2 separate regions of the Mus musculus genome follow, and region 1 is linked to region 2. Evidence: chromatin contacts called from public Hi-C data. All regions are on one chromosome and are shown on one strand. The core of a region is the stretch at or near the end of the contact, and the rest is flanking DNA. Distances in the headings are between cores, read along the strand shown.

Region 1 (7,271 bases), core at 1,989-4,488, 240 kb before region 2:
GGGACAAGCAGGAGGACCCGAGTTTGGATCTCTCCAAGCCATATGGATCCAGACTTGGTAACATGAATCTGTAATCCTGAACTCATACGATAAGATGAGAGAAGACAGGCAACATCCGCCTCCCACCCCCCAAAGCTAGAAGCTCAAAAGCCAGTCAGCCTTGGTGAATGCAGTGGCAAACAAGAGACCATGTCTCAGAAGGAAGTAGAGGGTGTGGGCTGACACCAGAGGAGGTCCTCTGACATGCAAGACTGCTGTAGCAAGCACACATTGGCACACACAAACACCCATCTGTCCATATACTACTTCCCTAGGCACAAATGTTTGTTTGTTTGTTTGTTTAAAGATGTATTTATTTGTATATGTTTGAATACATTGTTGCTGTCTTCAGGACATCGAATCCCATTACAGATAGTTGTGAACCACCATGTGGTTGCTGGGAATTGAACTCAGAACTCCTGGAAAAGCAGTCAGTGCTCCCAACTGCTGAGCTATCTCTCCAGCCCCAAATGTTTTTTTTTTTGTTTTTGCTTTTAAATGACATAAGATTTTAATTATGACAGCATCCTAAGTATGACTTGAAATAATACAGGATACACACACACACACACACACATGCACACGTATAAATAGCCAATCAGGTGCCCATGCAAAAACCTAAAAGCCTCTGTTGTTTCCCCAGATTACATGGAGGAAGGATTGAGCCGATTCCCAAAGTTGTCTTCTGACCACACACATAACGTAACACAACACATGCATGTATACATGTATGTGTACCCTCCATCACACACACATGTAATAATAATAAAAGTCCATATAATTCAAATATATGTGTGTGTGTATGTATAGATATATATTTCCATTAAACCAAGGTGGGCAGATGCCAGTCTGCCTCATTTGTATCCCAGACTATGCAACACCAAAGAACAATGACTGTCTTTGATAGTAGACATAATATGTGCTTCATAAACTAGGAAATGAGGAATCTTAGCAAGATTGCAGCTGTAAGGAGAGGAACTGGGCTTGATGTAGGGTATGTATAGGAGGTATTAATTCCCGAGAGCTACTGTAACAAAGTACCTGGAGCCACAACACTTAAAAGCCAGAAATTCAGTTCTCACCCTTCTCCGGGCTGGAAATCAAAGTCAGGATGTCTGGGGCGGGGTAGTTCCTTGAGGGCTGGAGGGAGAATCTTTTACAACCTTCTCCTACTTCTGTGGGCAGCTGGTAGTCCTTAGTGTTTGTGTTTGCATCCTTGCCTCTGTCTTCTGGTGACATTTTTTTCTCAAATAGGACTGTTTACTGTTTCTATCCAGCTTCCTTCCTTCCTCCCCCCCCCCCCTTTTTTTTTTTCCAAGACAGGGTTTCTCTGTAGCCCTGGCTGTCCTGGAACTCACTTTGTAGACAAGGCTGGCCTTGAACTCAGAAAGTGTTGGGATTAAAGGCGTGTGCCACCACCCCCAGCTCCTCCTTTTTTAAAAGGATGTCAGTTATACCAGGTTAGAAGTCAGCCCTACCTACCCCAGTTTGACCTCATCTACAATGATTATATCTGCAAGCCCCTAAGGTCAGCTTCAATAGATCCAGTCCATAGCAGGGGCTCAGCTTGGTGGACTGTTTGCTATCTGTTCTTGCCAGGCCATCTCCTGAGTTCTCTAAGTACAGACAAGCTAGGACAGTCATCACCCGAGGTACTTACAGCCTGGAAGAAGGAGCCAGAGGCCAGGACTATGTGTCACTGTGCAGTAAACAGTGTGCAGGGGATCTGAGGATTCAACTGGGCAGACAAGGGTTCTTTTCAAAGGGTCTTTCACCAATAGTGTGTTGAGGGGAGGGTCTCGGAGAAGGTGACAGCCTGCAGAGGGAAGCCAATGACTCAGAGGGGCAGGAATATGGTGTTAAACTGGGCATGGGTGGCACATTGATGTAAGTAACCCTTAGCACTTGTGAGGCTGGAGCATGCCTCAGCTTTGAAGCCAGCCTGGCTATGAACTGAAACCCCTGTCTCAAGCAAAATGAAAAGCTACGTGTTTCTGACTCCAAAATAGTGTCGGAGGATCAACTTCGCAGGAAGGCTTTAGGAGAACCACTTCTGCCTGAATCAGTTCCTGTGCTAAATATCCTGATAAGAAAGCAACTGAGGGGAGAAAGGATGATAGTCCGTCAAGGCAGGAACTGGAAGCGACTGGTCACTTCCCATTCGAGCCTAGCAACAGAAATAAAAGCAAGCGCAAAGGAACTTCCTGCTCCCCTCCATCCTTCTCACTCTTAGACCATCCAGGGTCCATCTCAAGGAAATGGGGCCACCCAAAGTCAGCCTGGGTCTTCCTACTTCAATTAGCCACTTAAGAAAACTCTCACAGGTATGACCTCAGACCAAACAGATCCAGGCAGTTAGCTAGCTTCTCACTGGTGCTCTCTTCCAAGGTAATTTTTAAGTCAAATGGACAGCTATCCGTCCTCAAGAAACCTCACAGTGGTTCTCAACCTGGGGGGAGTCAAAGGACCTTTTCACAGAGGACATCTAAGACTATTAGAAAACACAGATTCATAACAGTAGCAAAATTACAGTTATGAAGTAGCAATAAAAATAATTTTATGATGGGTTCATCATAACATGAGGAACTGTATAAAGGGTCACAACATTAGGAAGGCGGAGAACCACTGCTCTAGAAAGAGAAAATTTTCTGTCCACTAGGTGACCTAAGGGACTACTTCCCTCTAACATTTCCCTTCTCTTCCCCCCTCCCAGCCCCCCTCTCCCTCACACAATCCATAACCCCCCCTCCTTTCCCTCCTTACTCCCCTCCTCCTCTTCCTTTGCTTTCCATTGCTGAATATGGAACTCAGAGCCTGCAGACAAGCTTTGTACCTCTGAGCCCCACCCCCAGTTCCTTTACCTGCCCCCCTCTCACTAATCTATCCCCAGTCCCACTATGCTGGCCTCAGGTCTGGGCTTTTCTCGCCCCAGTAGCAAAACATCAGTGCAGAGTTGGATAAAATGTTTCAACTGCCTAAAAGCATTCCTTTGATTCTTTTTCGTAGCTGTGAATGATGACTCGTTTCACACGTGAAAATAAGTGGCATGTCTACCTGGAAATAGACTGTGCCCTCCCTGCTTAATGGGGTGACTGTCTTAGAACAGGGTGTCAGGTAAAGGCACAGAGCAACAGAGAGTGAAAGGCTGGGCCTGGAACAATCTCAGCTGTAGACAGGGCTCCGTGGCTTTCCCACCAGAATGCCGGTTGCAGCTGTGCTGGGTTAGCCTCCTCCTGAGAATTGTTAACCAAAGTTACTTAGTCACTACTGTAGAGTGAGAAACACAAGGTGTTTTCTGCAGAAATGCAAACGTTTGTTTGGCTCCATCATCAGATCCCGGGTAGGGAGTTAGAGCATAAGAAAGTGAGGTTGGTCTGGTGGACACTGCACATTTTGTTCTGAACTGAACCTTGATCCTTGGGAAAAGTAACAAGTGCTCTTAAGCACCCAGCTGGCTCTGCAGCCCGTTGCATTGGTTACATTTGTGACCCTGGTGGGAGGGAGGCTGAGGACTGGATACATCTGACTTTACCCCCGGGCAGATTTGAGATCCTCTTCACAAAACTAGGACAACAAAGATCATACATGAAAGGTAATACTTAAAGAGATATCACACACAAAATCATATACAGGGTTTGGGGTATAGTTCTGGAGTAGAGCCCCCATGCCTAGTGTAAGGACTGTCTTCTAGACCCAGTACATAAAAACAAAACAGCAGGAAATCTGTGCCGGAGTTACTTGTTTGGTGTGGGGGTGGGGCGTGGATCTGTGTGTATAGGTATGCTTGCTCAGGGAAGGCCAGAGATCTACCTCAGGTGTTGTTTCTCAGCAACAATCCATACTGTCTTTTAAGACAGGCTCTCCTGCTGTGACACATCTGCTAAACTGGCTAGCCACCGAGCCCCAAGAATCTACTTCCCACCTCCCCATGCTGTGGCTCTAAGAGCTTGCTACCATGCCTGGCTTTTATGTGGGTCCTAGGGATCAAATTCAGGCACCCACGTCTTGCCAAAAGAACTAGCTCTCCAAATCTTTATTTTTATTATATGTATTTTTTTCTTAGTATATGTGTGTGTGTATGTGTTTGTGCAGTGTGTGCATCCTGTACTGGACTGAATCCACTCCTTTGCACATGCTACTGAACTATATTGTACCATTTAGAGATATCCCAACCTTTTAAAACACATACACACTCACACACACACACACACACACACACACACAGAGGCGTGTGCGCAGGGATGGGGATCTAAATAGCTAAGTGAATCTCCACCCCTCCACCTCCTACCCCACCCCTGTGGAGCTTGCATTTGCAACCCCCAAGTAGCTGAAATTACAGATCATCGTGCTAGACTGGCAGTATTAATAGACAGTGATGTACGTGTTTCATGTGTTTGTTCGGCTTTTTTTTTTTGGGATTGACTCTAACCATGTAAAGCAGGCTGGCCTCACCCCAGCAGCAGATTCTCCTGCCTCTGTTTCCCCGTGCCTGGATTACAGGTGCGTGCAACCACACCCAGCTGTAAACCATCTCTCTAATAATGTTTCTTTCATTCTAGGGTTGCCTCTTTGTGCGACAACAATTTTGTAATAATATTCCCTGTAGAGACTGGAAAGGAAAAGCAATCTTTTTTCTCAAGTACAAAATAGATCATCTTTTTTTTTGAATAAAATATATACTTTACAAAAATGTTTAGCAATTGAAAAATTTGGGAAAATCCTGCCCCAAGCGTCTTTGCTGGAGATTTCAAGGTCTTCCTGTATGGTGGTTGATCTCAAATACTTTATGTTGCTAACTTTCATTAACATGTTTGTGATAGAAATTTGGGGCTATCTTGATGGAGTCAATATTTCATATTTTGGAAAACAGGCTGGAGACTTATGCCAGGGGAGTGGCCAGGCAGGTCAAAAAAAAAAAAAAAAAAAAAAACCAGCTCTTTTCCTTTATTATTATTTTTTAAATACGGTGTCTCATATAGTCAAGCATGGCTTTGAACTAGCTTGTAGCAGCTGAGGATAGCCTTGAACTCCTGATTCTCTTTCCTCTTCCTTGAGTTCTGGGATTCCAGGTGTGTGGCTAGCAGTCTTGAACTTCTGATCTTCCTGTTTCCAATTCCATAGTATTGAAATTCCAGGCATGCTCCACCAAGACTACCTTGTTTTCTCTTTTTGAAACAGGGTCTTGCTCTCTAGCCCCCACTGGTCTAGAACTTTCAATCCTCTTGCCTGCATCTACCATGTGTTGAAATCCCGGGAATCAGCCATCACACACAGCAAAATTATAAAGCACAGCCAGAAAGAATATATAAACCAGAGGAGTCTATTACTGAGGCCTTTGCAGGAGTGGGTGGAGTTAGAACTCCGAACTCAATTCGTTGGTTCAGTGGAGAATCTACTCTGCTTAAAGGAAAGATTAGCCAACTATTTACAGTCACCTATTTTCTTTCCAATCCTTATTAGAGTGCTTTGAGGAACAGTGTAGTCAGCTCTCCGTGTATGTGTGATGTGCATCAGGGACTCGCTGGACACAAATCGAGAAACAGTCCAAAAACAGAGTTGCTGAGGCTAAATATGTACTACCTGATATCCTAGTCTCTGAACATGTGAGGTCTAACCATTCTTACACAGCCTTTACATTGAGTTAGCACTGTGGGTCAAAGCTGGTTACTCTATGTCCACTGATGGGAGCAAGAGTTTAATCCCCACTTCCCGCTATTAAGAAATGGGACCTTTATGGGAAGAACATTTAGAGGTGGAGTGTTTAGAAAGTGATCAGGATCAAGTTCAGTCGATAGCATCCAGTCCACAAGTTGGAATCCTGTGGGCTTCATAACAAGAGGGAAACACAAGATACAAGTCACATTTCACGTCTCTTATTGTGGGATGCTCTGTGCTGCCTCTAGGTTCTGCCAGCAAGAAGCTTATCACCATTCTAGAACCTCTTTTCTTTGCAATAGTGCCTGCCTCCAGTATTTTGTTATAGTTATAAAAAGCACACAAGTCAGTACTGTAAGGAAACTGGACATGATTTCAAATATGTGGGAAGATGCATGCAAATCATGTGATTTGGGTTTTTTTTTGTTTTTTGTTTTTTTTTATTTACTTACTGTAGCTGTCTACAGACACACCAGGAGAGGCATTGGATCCCATTACAGATGGCAGTGAGGCACCATGAGGGTGCTGGGAATTGAACTCAGGACTTCTAGAAGAGCAGTTAGTGCTCTTAACCACTGAACTGTCTCTTCAGCCCCTTCCCTACCCTTTCTGTTTGTTTACTTGTTTGTTTTTAGAGACAAGGTTTTTCAGTGTAACCTTGGTTGTCCTGAAACTTGCTCTATAGACCAGGCTGTCCTGGAACTAACAGTGATCTGACTGCTGTCCCTCCTGAGTGCTGGGATTGAAGACATGGATCACCACTGACTGATTTTTTTTTCTCTTCTTTTCTTTTTTCTTTCTTTCTTTTTTTTATTTTAAGGTAGCAAGAATCTTGTCTCACAGTCTAGAGGTTATAGTTGATCATGATAGCAAAGCTGTGGTGTCCTGAGAAGTTCCTATCCATGCTTGGGAGAGCAGGAAACAGACTGTGCCCATCTAGATGAAGCAAAGAGTCACATATTCAGGAGGCAAAGAGCCTGTGCCAACTTAGGTGAAGGACATAACATGCAAGGATTTCATTATCTTCAGAGCATCCTGGAACTATTCCTTTCTCTCCACAAAGTGATTATATGGGACAGAAAGTTTGCCACCAGCCAAGAAAAGAACACTTCCTTTTCCTGGCCCTTGTTTTTCCCTTCAATACCTTTCCCCACCTTCCCCATATTTGCCCCCACTGGACTTTTCTAGAATGGAGGCTATCTCTTATTTCCTGTTCATGTTCCCAGACCCTATCTGGCACACTCACACTTAGTAACTGACTGTCCTAATACCACGGTCCCTCCCTACCCCAGTCATCCTCATTGGACAAGTTTAATCTAACTTGGAGGGTTCATTCATGCATATCTTACTTCAGCTTAAATGTTCATTTCTCCTGTCTGTGTTCTTTCTACAGCATATTGCTGTCACACTAATGACTTTTCTTCCTTCTCTGCATTCTGAACTCCTAGGGGCAAGGGTCCCACGTTGACAGTCTTTGGTTCCATGGAGCACCGTCTTCTCAAGGGCGCCCCATGCCACCGGTTTCAAGAGCATCACACACCACAGCATCGCGCCCCCTCTAAGATGATGTTTCCCTC
Region 2 (7,171 bases), core at 2,278-4,777:
CTTATCTGTCATATAAGGTCAGTTATTTATCTTGTTGCTATGATCAAAACTTGGTAAGAAGCTACTTAAGTGCGGACGTTTTTATTTGAGCTCACAGTTGGAGCCTGAATACTGTGTTTATCCTAGAGACGAAAGCATGGAGACAGGCACTCTAAGGTGGCAGGAATTTTAGCTCAGACTCTTCTTGGGTTCACCTCTTGGTGGAACAGGAAACAGAAAGAAGACTGGAAGTAAGGTTGGGCTACCAAAATTCAAGTATTGCTCCTAGAGATTCATTTAATCTACTGAGACTCACACACTTAAAAGTTCTACGACAGTGGTTCTCAACCTGTGGGTTACAACCCCTTGGTGGTCAAATGACTGTCACAGGGGCTGAATATCAGATATCCTGCACATCAGACATTTACACTATGACTCATAACAGTAGCAAAATGACAGTTATGAAGTGGCAATGAAGATAATTTTATTGTTGAGGGTCACCACACCATGAGGAACTGTATTAAAGGGAAGCCGAGTCACTTCTCTAGACAGTGCTCAAAGACACCTGTTGGTGTGAGATGGCCTTGAAGAGGTAGATAAACCTTGTAAAAGTGGGCATTGACCAAGCTTTGCCACCTTCACACCAGTGTATTAGCCACCCATGGTTTATTGCCTGTCTGGCAGACTTCTGCATCGGAGCCTTAAGGGCCATTATGCACTAGGAGAAGTGCTCCAGACTTGGTCCCTCTTTTCATAGGAGCTTTTTTGAGATTGTTCATGAAACACCTATCAGGAGCTGACTTTTCCTTTCTGCATAAGACAAGACTGTGAGAAAGTCATGCTCTAGAGTAGACAGCAAGACAGTAAGCCCACAGATAAACAAGCATGCCCAGTGACGACCGAAAAGGAGTTATAATTAGAGTGTTCGAAGACAGGACCTTGAGTCTTTGGTCTTGGGGGTTAAGACTTTTCCTTTTGTAGTAAAGTCATTACAACAAGACCTATACCAGAGTTGGTTTTCCAGATGTCAACCAGAGCCGCAAGTTCACAAAAGTCCAGTGTCTGGAAAAGAGTTCTTTTTTTTTTCATTCTTTGTTATTGATTTCTTGACATACTTTTTTTTTTCCTCCCCCAAAACAGCATTTCTTTGTGTAGTCTTGGCTGTCCTGGTACTTACCCTGTAGACCAGTCAGGCCTCAAAATCACAGAAATCTGCCTGCCTCTGCTTCTAGAGCGCTGGGATTAAAGGGCGGTGCCACCACCACCTGGCAACATTCCTTTTATTTGAACAAGGCCTCCTCCATTTTTATTTTGCATGGGATCTGGCATTGTGGGTAGCCAGTTTCATCTACACTGTGCCTAGAGAGGGAAGTAAGCAGCCACTCCCACAGGATTTGCTGTTCTTCACACCATTGGTCATCCTGATAGACACACTGGGTCTCTTATCCTGAGTCCCCAAAAATAGATCCTTAAGACACATCTCTGCTTCCAAAGTATACTAGACCAAGTTTCCCCTGAGAGTTGCTGGGCATCCAGAATTCTTTAGCATCTCCCTTTATGGCTACAGGTCCTTTTTTTTTTTTTTTTTTTTTGGGTCAGATCTTATTTAAGAAAACTGTACCTTCCCCAACCCCTGCCCAGTTCACAAACATTCCAAGTGCCTGTTGGTGAGTTAGGCTAAATTTGGCAGCAGGTGAACATTAAAAGAATGCTAAATCAGGCAACATGTTCTATTTAGGAACTTGTCTGTACTTTGCTCTCAGTGTGCAGCTCATTTGAGATGGAGGAAGTGTATTTCCAAGAAGGCAAATACCTTCTTTACCATGATACAGCACTGAGAAAAACCCCTGACAGCAGGAGGCAGTGATGTCTCTGTACCTGATTCTTTCTGTTAAACAGGTGAGGACATCTCTAGGTACCCTTTAGATGTCTCAGGCATTCAATTCCTGCAAAAGCCACTACCCCTTTTCGTAGTGATTTTAAAATTCTCTCTAGTGAATTGCTGAGAGTAACTGCTGCCCCAGACTCTCCACTGGGATACCGGAAGCAGCACCTCAGTCCCTTCTATGGATGGATGGTCACATGAAACATGATATTCATGGACCGGAAGTCTCTTTCGGCCTGGAGGAGGAAGCTTCACGCATTCTTTGGTTCTGACTCTTCGCAGCTCTGGTTGAGGGCAGACTCCCTCAGCACCAATAGAAGCTCAAGCATCCTTGGAACGGAAAGCAGGCTGATGGCCCATATATTGGCTGCTCTGCCCAGCCCTTCACCCATAGTCCTCCCTTCGCCTGGGTTCTTTTGGAAATGGGTTTCCGGAGCTTGACACATGTTTCTTTGTCTAGCCCCAGCTGTTGGAATCTGTCTTCATTCATGAGACAGGAAGGGGGCTCTCAGAGCTGCTGCTGTAGTCTGACGTCATGGGGCAGCCACTCAAATTAATCCCGGGGACTGTGCAAAAGCACCCTTGGAGCTGGTGCTTCCCTTCTAATGTAATCCTTACGCTTTATCTCAACCTGTGTGGCGAGACCTGATCCTCAGACAAGAGAAAAGGAAGCTGAAGCTCCGAGCCCAAGTGGGAGGCAAAGTCCCATGGCTGTGCACACTGACAGCGCCTGTACCACCTTCCCCTTCTTACCAAGAGGGAGGGTGGGAACCAACCCGGGCTGTGGGAAATTCTGTGTCATATTGGGGAGTATAGAGGATTCTGTACCAGGTTTCATTTACCCCCCTGCCAGGCGGCATCCCCAGGGGCTATGAGGGATCGAAAACAATAACTATATGCTTCATTCATCAGAAGGAGTCTTGCTCCAAGTTGCTCTGCTCTCCGACTGTAATGGCAGGAAAAGCTTCAACTGAGCCCAGTTTAATTAATGCTGATCTCACAGGCGGAGCTGTTGGCTTACAGCGAGAGGGCTGAGCACAGACACGAGGCAGGAAAAATCGCAGGGGCCCAAGAGCAGGGTGTGTTCAATGATCCCTTCTTTCTGAGACAGAGAATTGGCTTTCTAGTAAACTCCCAGGGGACGTTTCCTTTCACTGTCTCTTGCTGTCATCTCTCAAGGAAAATGTACCTTGGAACCTGGAGGGCAACTAAGCTTCTGATGTCATTCAATCCACAGACAGGAGAGGCGTCCTTGCACTTAGTCCCTTACCAGTGCCTTCACTTCATCTAGGCTTTTACTGGAAACCTTGAAGATTGTTAAGAGTACCCTACGCAGTGTGGCCAGACAGTCACCAGGGAGGACGAGGGGTGGGGGCGGGGACCAGTGCTGATTTGGATCAGAGGAGGAAAGCATGACACGAGAGCTGAGTCTATTTCTCTACCTCTGCCTGTGAACCCAAAAGCCCCTGCGTTCCCAGGTGCTTCCTTCTGCTCAGTGCCAGGGAGGAAGTAATTATGGGACGGTGACTGGAGAATTCAGAAGGATAGGCACTGCTTGGCATCGACAGGCTCTCCTTGTTCACACCTGCTGTCTGTCATAGCTAAGGCAGCTACCCTGACATGGGGAGGATAGGACACCTACTCAGCACCACACAGCCAGACTAGGAAGGCCAGAGCATGGGCTGTACTTTAAATGGGCCATTGACATTAAAGGAACGCCTCTTCTCTCTAATCTGAGAGGAAAGGAGAAGGCCAATGGGAGGAGTCCTGAGATAGCCTGCTGTGTCTTCTGTGAGTGGGAGTTACACATACTGTGCTCTGAGTCAAAGAAGAGAAGGACCGAGGGAGACTTGGAATTCAGCTTCCTGCCCATCCTTACTCTTGTTCATCCACTGCATGGCCAAGTGGAGAGAGATCACAAACACACCAAGGTTTTCAATCTTCCCCCAAAATGGAACCATGCAAACCATTAGAAACGGAGCCTGTGTCCTCTGATAAACACGTTCACAGGGAGTTGTGGGAACAGATGCAAGGCAGGCACTAACACTGCCTGACCCTACTAGGATGCTTGCTGAATGGTGGGACCTGGAGTTCTAGCAAGAAACTCTGCATCTGGCCTTTTCTATGAGCCTAGATAGAAGTCATGTTCTCTGGTATCAGGCCGGGTAGGCTCAAGTCTACCCTAGCTACCTATGAAACCTGCCCAAAGTCGTTCAGCTTCTCTGAGCTTGTTTCCCTGTCTGTCAAAGAGAGATCACATCTCTACTTGTTTTATGGTGAGGCCCTACTGTGTGTAATTCTGAGGGAGTATATTACCAAGTCTAAGGCTAAAGACTGGAGCCTCTTTTTCGTTACCTTGTTCTCTAGTTGCTCTTACATGCAAGGTCAAAGATAGTGGGTATTCCATGCTGTCACCCCTATTTAGTTTAAAAAAGGATTCTCCAAAAACCAAGCTCAGGGCCTGGACACCTCATTTGTGTGTCTATCTAGAAGCCTAAATAGGGAAGCCTGAAGCACATTGGGTAGGAGTTGAAATCTGCCCCAGCTGTGTGATCAAGGACATGTTATGTACCCTGTCTGGTTATATAAGACTCCCCAGTAGTGATGTAAGGCTAATGACACATTTCCCCCAAGTTTGTTGCAAAAATTAAACAAAATCATCTGAGTTTAGGACTGGACATGTAGTGGAAACCCCCTTGTGTCTTCAACACGGGGCCTCAGTGGTTGTTCTGTAGAACATTTTTTGGATCATAAATAAATATCTTCTCAGCCATCACTTTTGGAGTTGGGAGAGGCCATTCTACTCCATTGAGTCTTTTCCCAAGGCCTTGGTACAGCTGTGGTCTTTCAGTTCCTTATTCCTGCTTACCTCTGCATTCTAGGAGGAAAGTCATTCAGGAACTTGGCTATTCAAAAATAAGGTGGCTCAAAGTTCACATGGCTACGGGTAGGGTTAGGTCTTTGTGTGTGTTGAAGTCACTCAGAATTCCTTAGAACAAGGAGAAAGAGAAAAAGCTGGCAATCCATCCTGAACACACCCACTCTTGGAAGCTCAGCAAGGTGGGTCTTAGTTAGTACTCAGATGGGAGATAAGGTAAGAAAGCTGCAGTCTATGATGCTCAGGTATGTGTGGTATCTTTTATCATTTGTCTTCCTGGATAAGGTCTCTGGCCTTCAGAAGTTGAAGGAGCAAAAAGTTCAGCTCCCTGAAGCCAGTGGCAACTGATAACCAAGCACTTACATGTGCTGCTCGTCCCTCTCTGAGATCCACAGGTCTGTGCTTTACCTGTATACACTGTAAGCATCATTGATTGATCCTTGTTCTGCCTCTGATCTGCATCCTCCCCATGGGCCGCATCCTTCCCTGTGATTCTCATCCCCCCTGGACCACATCCAGTCTGACAGCCACATCCTATCTGTGCTCTGTCTTCTTGTGCTTCCCCATCCCCACATCCTTATTCTCCGTATGATCCACATCCATGTTCTTGTCCACATCCTCCCCAGTCGTTGGCAGCGCCCACGAAAACCAGCTGTACTAATTGTTCCTTTCCCCAGGTCCAGGGGCTCTCAGTGAGTCAGCACTAGGTTGTCTTGGAGTTCCTGGCAGTGTTGTCCATGACAGCACCACCACTCTTGTCCATGCCAGTCCTCTGTTATTTCCCTGCCCCAAGTCCCCACGGCTATGTCTGCTCCACTGCCTGAGACCTGCTTTCCGAGATCCCTCACAAGACACTTGACTCCAGGGAGCACTCCTGGTACCACAGATCTGGCAAGATAACCTTCTCTGTGTTCACACAGTGCTAGTCCTCCACTGTGGCCATCCCTCATATTTATCCTGATATTGCCTCCTCCCTCAGACTGAGAACACTCTGAGGGTAGTGGATGGCCCCTGGTATCTCTATGCCCAAGCTGGACAGCTACAAAGCTGATCAGATAAGTGACTGTGCTCCAGGAACAGATAAACCCAGAAATCTTAGCGGCTCAGGACTTTAAGGTTAATTTCGCACATTCAAGTTCATTGCTGGTCTAGCATTTTCCTCTGCTGTGTCTTTTTGAGCATTAATCGCCATTGAGCACCTGGCCTCCAGTCCCAGCATCCTTCTGTCCACTCCTATTGTCCAGAAGCATCCATGTGACCTAGGCTACTCACAAGTGAGCCCTGGGTAATACGGGAGCTTCAGAAAGCTCTAGACCTATCTGAGAAGGGCTTGTGGAGGTAGGGAAGGACATCCCCACAGGCAGAGAGGAGGCTTCCTCGCAGGCTGAGTGAAATGAAGCTACATCCCTGTCACCTCAGTCAGAGACCTGAGTTCAGATGAAACTCTGCTGCTTGAAAACAAGGGGCAGGACCCTGGAAACGCCCGATTTAGCCCTGTCAGTCTCCAAGCAGCACAGTGTTCCCAGCTCTCGGAGTCCTTTGTCCTCTGTAAGCTCCCTTAGCCTGCAGAGGTGACTTCTTTATTCTCTGAGCTGCTATTTATAACTTCCAAAGCACCCCTACTCCTTTGGTTCTGTATCGAGGTTCAGAAAAAGAGCCTCTCCCCCCGGCACCCCCCGGCACCCCCCGGCACCCCCCCCCCGCACTCCCCCACCCCATTGCCAGGCCTCTCTCCCCCAGAGCAATCCCGTAAATAAAGGATGAAAGGCCCCGTAATTATTACCATTCGACAACACAGAGACTGTCAAAACCAGGAGTCCAACAAAGGCCTGTACATAAATCACAGCTGATACAATGGCTCTTAGCTGAAGGGGAGAGGGCTTAGAGTCTCAGCGCGGCTGAAAGGAGGTTTGTGTCTGGGGGAGGAGTCACGGGAGTCACGCAGCCCTGGGGAAAGAGATAGGCTGAATGTCTGAACAGAGTGCCAGCCTCATCAACGTGCTAACACACCAAAGACAGGGTAGCTATTGAACGGAACTCGAGTGAAAATCCCGGGAAAGACTCCAGATGTGGCATCTCCACAGTGCTGGTGAGGTTACACCGCATCAGCAGGTTACAGTCTAGCCTGGCAGGGTGTTGTTCCCTACAAAGATACCCTGGCTTGCAGCTCTGCCAGTCAAGAGCCGCCTACAGCCGGGGTGTAGACCAGGGTTTGTGGAGTCAGCAAGGGCTCTCTGGGTTTGAAGAGAGATCAAGTGGGCTGGGCTGCCGGCTAGCTTCCACAGTGTGTGTATGTGTGAGTGGGGGCGTGTGCGTGTGTATGTGTGCTTGCCTATGCCTGTGCTTGGAGGTGAGGTTGCAGGCATTTTCTGATAGGCAGAAAGGAGGATACACTCCTTGGTGACAAATGCTATTGCTGAGCCAAGCCG

What was found. Hi-C and Micro-C count contacts between places; a contact is called where the count stands out from the background.
Region 1: a Hi-C map of Sertoli cells shows a contact between it and region 2, with 2.2 times the contacts expected there. The contact joins two enhancer-like sites. A contact is called at or near these places in 1 of 15 datasets of contacts at CTCF or cohesin (large pre-B cells), 17 of 484 Hi-C or Micro-C datasets (the Ba/F3 cell line, the N1E-115 cell line, Sertoli cells and 10 more), 23 of 115 datasets of contacts at active chromatin or transcription factors (the 230-238 cell line, SST interneurons, astrocytes and 14 more) and 1 of 9 other capture datasets (adipose tissue).

What each region holds. Positions count from the first base shown.
Region 1 is chr12:12,916,923-12,924,193 of GRCm38.p6, reverse strand. No RefSeq gene overlaps it. Among named protein-coding and RNA genes, the nearest start is that of Gm40271, 11 kb to the right of the region's middle. Within about 2 kb of position 3,238, at least 26 of the 459 cell types and tissues checked have an H3K27ac peak or open chromatin away from gene starts, as enhancers often do. A contact at or near this core is called in Sertoli cells, where this site is marked.
Region 2 is chr12:12,680,322-12,687,492 of GRCm38.p6, reverse strand. No RefSeq gene overlaps it. Among named protein-coding and RNA genes, the nearest start is that of Gm34637, 14 kb to the right of the region's middle. Within about 2 kb of position 3,527, at least 50 of the 459 cell types and tissues checked have an H3K27ac peak or open chromatin away from gene starts, as enhancers often do. A contact at or near this core is called in Sertoli cells, where this site is marked.